2 separate regions of the Gossypium hirsutum genome follow, and region 2 is linked to region 1. Evidence: chromatin contacts called from public Hi-C data. All regions are on one chromosome and are shown on one strand. Each heading gives the region's core, a stretch centred on a gene start, on an enhancer-like site or on the middle of the called end of the contact. The rest is flanking DNA. Distances are from core to core; before and after follow the strand shown.

Region 1 (2,969 bases), core at 169-2,668:
TGGATTTGATGCTATGATCTTAAGCTTTTCTGGGTCTTTGATTGCTTTCCCAACCATCTTGTTATCCGGCATAGTTGCCCATGTATCAGCTAATCCGAAGAGCAGACCGTACACGAACAACCGCACCTTACTCGGCTTCATGTTCTCAGGCATCACAAAGAGCGGCGCCGAGAAAATTAGACCGGTCCAAGTTTCAGGGTCGGATTGAAAGTACATGAGCATTGTTGCTGCTCCTCCCATGGATTCACCAAACAGGAATGCGGGTAAGTTTTTGTATTCATCGCTGTTCCGGACGTGCTTGAAGAATGATAAGGATGTTGCAGCAACTTTCTCCATGTCACCTACATTAAACAATCACCACCTCTGTTGATGAACTTCAATAGCCAAGTATTTAATCATTTTTCTTCAAATATCCCATAGTTTAATATGATGATAAAAGTCTGATATTACAATGATATAGCTTAAAATCCCAGTGGAAGGTGAACAATTGTTGAATCAAAAGTTCATCAAAATAACATGCTACTTCAAGTTTATACTGCAGACTGGGAGGTTAAGGATGGAAGCAGCTAGGTGACTAACTAGAGGGCTTAACTGATTGGTATAATATCAACTTTGGTCCCTTTTAGCTATAAAATCTTAAAATTTAAGCAAATCTTTTAACTTCGCCCCCCTAAACTTTTAAAACTTTATTTTGGCCCAGTAACAAATCCCTGGAGAAGAAGGGCGACATGAACTCCCTAATTTTAACTTATATCAGGTGTTTTTTTTTTAATTCAGTCATATTATATCTTTACTTAACCCTCTGCTTATCTCAGGATTACTTCTCTTTCAATCCACAAACATAATATATATATATACATATCTACTCCATAACTTTCTCAAAAGTTTATCTTGAAGTTATAAAGTTTTTTTATATTATTAAAATATAATCATCGGATATCCAGTTTATAAATAACATTAAAAAAAAAAGAAAGAAAAGAAAACAGAGATAAATTACCTAAGTAGCAGCGGAGACCCTCGGATCTGCCATGGCCGAGAAGATCAGCGGCGAAAACAGCATAACCCCAATTGGAAAAGTTGATGCAGATCTTCTGGAAGAGCCAACCAGTGTCGGATCCATAGCCGTGGGTCATGTAGACGGAGGCCTTCACTTTTTTATCCAAGGGTAAGAAGCTCTGGGTGAAGAGCTTTCCGTTGGGAGTGTCGAAGTAAGACTTGGTGTTGCGTACACCCTGCGACCTGTAATAGTCTTCCTCCGGCATATCACCCCAGAAATTCGCCGCCGCAGCTGCTTCGCCTGCCATTTTCGCTGAACTCTCCCAACGTAAATGCGCGTTTGTTTTTTGGTGCGGAAATGATGTTTTGGATTTTGTTGATTTGATTTTATTTTCTGGGCAAAGTGGGAAAATAAGTTTCCACCAACCGAGTTCTTTGGGAGTGGGTAAGAGTTGGTGGACTGACTTTTGGTGGGCTCCACTTCAGGGGTAGGTTTGGAATTCCATTTTATAAATAAAACTGTATGAATGTCGTAAGAAATTGGATTTCTAATTATATTTTTTATTTAATAAATAAATTCAATTTTATTGTTTGGATTTACTAATTTTTATATGAAAATGCAACACAATGGTTTTTTTAAGGAAACACAAGGCTATAATAGTTAAAAGAATAACGAAAATAAATAAATAAATAAAATACATAATATATGTAACAGGTTTTTTATACAAGTAAGATTTAAACTTGTAGTAAACGGATGTTTGAATAATTTATGCAACAGTTTTTTAAAATTCGATTATAAACTACTATTGAAATTTAATTTTTATGATAATTAAGTTTAGTTCAACAATAACTTTCAACTTTGAAACCAATGTGTAAATTTTTTTAAATTAAATTCATGTTTTAATTTGAGAGTAGTTTTAATTACAATTTTAATAAATTAAACTCGAAAAATAACTCACATTTTTACATTCTAAAACCTGATTAAATTGAAACTTCATTTGCAACCTTGAAGTCTTGATTGAGTAGAATACCGAAACAGACCTTAGCAATATAGCATTTTGTTTAAGAAAGGATAAGGCTGTTTATTATTAAAAAAGAGAAAAGGTATAGGGCCCCACCTACGTTGGTAGGTAGGAGGCCCCATTCTCACCAACCGCCAGCCCAACAAGTCTAGTTAGACTCAATGTATGAATTATGAAAGGCCTTAGCAATAAGGTCCAAAGACATTTCATGGGCCTACAATCTATTATTTTCTCACTACTTGCTTCTTTATATCATTTCACTTTCTTTTTACGCTTTGATTTATCATTATTATTATTATTAATTTTTTTTACAAGTGAATAAGCACATTGCACATTACAATGAAAAAGGAGGAAAAGGTTTACAATTATCGGGATAGATTCCGAAACCTCATGCCAATTAATCAGGGACGTGATTGACAATTTTACCTTCTTTATATATATATATTATAAATTCTAACCTGAAATAAAATAAAATATTAAAAGTATTTAATAAATAAATAATATTAGGGATAAAAATTTATTCGATGAGGCCTATTCACTAAGAATATTCATGCTGTAGGGGTTGAATCATAGGAATTCCCTATTAATAATGTGTGCGGATAATACGTATGGTAAAACGAATTATTTTAATAATTAAAAAAATTAATGATCAATTATGATTGGCGAAGAGTTTTGAGTGATTAATTACAAATAGCAGTTGTTGAAGAGTGGATTGGTGGATAAAAATGAAGATGTGTGGTGGATCGGGGTTTTAAAATTTACTATAACGATTCATGTTAGTATAAATGTTATATTTGTTTTTGTTGCGATTGGGTTTTAGTTTAGTTGATATTTTTATTATTTTAATAATTATTAGAATATAAATTTCTACTGCTTAAATATATGTTTTTTAAAAAATTTAAAAGTAAAAAAATATTATTGAAATTAATATTTGATTAACGCATAACCCTA
Region 2 (2,969 bases), core at 259-2,758, 200 kb before region 1:
TACATGCATGACAAGTACAAATATCTTGATAAATTCAATGATTGAATTGTTAGAATATTAATCATATAAAAATTTATGAAAGAGTGGTGTAGACTTTAATATATTTCGTACATATGTCAAATTAATGTTATTTTTCATGTCATGTCGTGTTTTGAACATTTTATTATTATGATTCAACTTAGAGAATAATATATTAGTCAATAACATGTTTTTCTTACATAATTTATTAATTTTAAAAAAGATTAGGGAGTTTACGTCATAATTTTATAATTTTCTCATGTTTCAGTTTAATTTATTATAATAATTTAATATTAACTCTAAATTCAATTATTGATTAAATATTAATATAGTAAATAAATAATTATATTATGATGAACAAAAATTTACAAACACAAAAATCAAATTATAAATGTGAATCAACTCGAAAGATATGGAAGTTTATCAACAAATTATATGAGATAAATATCAAAACTATGTATAAACTTTGATTCAATGTGCAATGTCATACATGAACTTTGATTTTGTGAGATTTCTTACATGAAATTTTGATTTGATTCAATTTTCATAAATCACTAACAACATTATCGAATTAGTACCATTTTAGATTGATATATGGCATACACAAACAATTATATAAATTCAATGTGAAAATAAATGTATGTATCTATTTTTTAAATATGTACAATTGAATCAAAATAAAAGTTTTATATGTATATATATGAATCACAATTGAAGTTTCATATGCCTAATTGCACTAAATTAAAATTCATGTACAAATTTGATATTTATCTCCAAATTATTTATAATATAATATTAAGAAAGAAAAGAGAAACAAATAGTAGGGGATAGTAAGCGAGGGCAGATTTAGGGGGGCTGGCAGGGCCTTGGCCCCCTAAAATGTAAAATTCTTATTTAGCCCCTTAAATTTTTAAAAAAATTTAAATTAATAAAAGTAAAATTACACTTTGGCCTTCCTAAAATTATAAAAATTTAATTTAATCCTTTAAAAATTATAAAGATATAAGTTATAAAAAATTAAAATTTTATTTATTCTCTAAAAATTTATTCTAAGCTCGCCCCTATAATAAATTAAAAATATCAAGCTAATGACAAAAAAAAAACATTTACTCAACGACCCACAACCTAACGTTAACAAAGAAATTTCGAAAGATACCCTCTCATTCAATATTGTAAGATAATTCTTTATAGAAAATAATTTTAAATACGAAAAAAAACATAATTAAATTAATTTCTTGAAATATTTAGGATGAGGGGCGGCCTAAATAATATTTTTATAATGAAATAAATTTTATGAGGCGATTGGACCAAACGAATTGCGCGGCCATTGTATAATAACATAAATGGAAAATGCCAAGTATTTAATTTTGGCGTGGGACCAGCCCAGCAAATGTAGAATAATGTAGCCGTTGCACTCCCCCTTCGAATTTCGCTGACGTGGCACCACTTAACTTAAAGCTATCAAAAAGGAAAATTCTTATATTATTGTTTAATGATACACACAATTCGACCGTTAGCTTCTATTTCTTAATTCCCAAATCAAAAACACAACATTTTCTCTCATTCGTCTCTTCCATCTTCACAAGAAAAAATCTCACTGATAGAAATGGCAGTGGAATACGCCTTCGCCGACGAGGAAATGGTGATCGATGAGGGTCTCGGATACCCCAGAGCCTATGCCAAAATATGCCGGGACCGTAGTCTTGGTCCCTACCCCTATGGCCCTCCTTTCACCTTCATTCCTTACGTTTTGCACCAAAACGAGGTCATTTTGTTTACCACTTTTTTTAAAAAAAATTTCTTTCAAGAAGAAATGGGTTTTTGGCGTTTTGGGTGATTTTGTTCTTCTTTTCTTTTTGATGAAATGAGAACCGAGGCAATGGAGATTAACTACTAGTTTGTTTTTTGTATTTTGCAGAATCTGAGAGCAAAGGAACTGGATGAACTGTTCCCACTTATTGATCCAAAGGCAAGACCATCAGCTAAGCCAAAAATCTTCATTAATCTCTTGTGGAAGCAGCTAAGTCATTTAGGGTAATTAACTTGAACTGAAAAACTTACGAATATATATATTTGTTTTGTTTTTCTGATATCTATGGGTTTGTTTAAATCAGGAACGCGGGGTTTGATCCGGAAGTAATCCGAGTGGATCCGTACGGAAATGTCCTGTATTACCATGCTGATTCAGCTTCACCTCTTTCATGGGACATTGATCACTGGTTTCCTTGTTCAAGTACTTCAACACCAACCTATCTATTGTTTATTTTTTTGTTTTTATCTTGGGATATGTTTTAACCATGGTGCTGATTTGAAATCTTTAGGGGGTGGATTGACGGTTGCAAGTAATCTGCGGGTACTACAATGGCAAGTGTGCAAGAAAAAGTATAACAAGCTGAAATTTCAAGTTCCATGGTGGGATTTCCAGTTGGGAATTTCTGTGAACCAGTTCTTATCAATTTTCGCTTCTCGAAACTGCGATTTCAGGCACAGGGCATTTTCCTTCTTGTTTGCAGAAGGTGAAAATGAGGAAATAAATGCTTCTCAAACAGTGGATTCACATTCTTTCCCACAGCATTTTATCAAGTCAAAAGATGAATTCGGGCTTGCCCCAGCTGCTGTTGTTGTAACTCGGAAGGAACTATATGATTCTTCATCAGCTTTAAAATCACTGGATCACAACAGGCAGATAAGGCCACAGTCTCCTATTATAGGTCGGTTTATGTTATTCGGATTTGAATACGATCCCGATTTCCGAAAAAGTGTTCTTCAATCATTTGTCTCATGTCTTGGTTTTTGAAACTTTTCAGCTGCTAGGAAAACGAAAGGTAGCATTTTGAAGGAAAATGAAAACCCAGATTTTGTTACAAACCCATACCAGGCCATTGTAATGGCCAGAGATTCACTGAAACAAAGGGAAGAAACAAACAAAATGCAAGCCGAAATCCAGAAGT

What was found. Hi-C and Micro-C count contacts between places; a contact is called where the count stands out from the background.
Region 2: a contact with region 1 is called in a Hi-C map of leaf, with 2.1 times the contacts expected there. The contact joins the promoter of LOC107951874 here to the promoter of LOC107951875 in region 1. A contact is called at or near these places in 2 of 34 Hi-C or Micro-C datasets (both in leaf).

The regions. Positions count from the first base shown.
Region 1 is chrA02:89,538,685-89,541,653 of Gossypium_hirsutum_v2.1, reverse strand. It overlaps LOC107951875 (caffeoylshikimate esterase), which reads right to left and starts at 1,418. Exons shown (of 2, transcript XM_016887044.2): 1 at 998-1,418; 2 at 1-341. The coding sequence starts at 1,304.
Region 2 is chrA02:89,736,987-89,739,955 of Gossypium_hirsutum_v2.1, reverse strand. It overlaps LOC107951874 (synaptonemal complex protein 1), which reads left to right and starts at 1,508. Exons shown (of 7, transcript XM_016887043.2): 1 at 1,508-1,783; 2 at 1,937-2,052; 3 at 2,133-2,251; 4 at 2,340-2,400; 5 at 2,503-2,729; 6 at 2,826-2,969. The coding sequence starts at 1,625.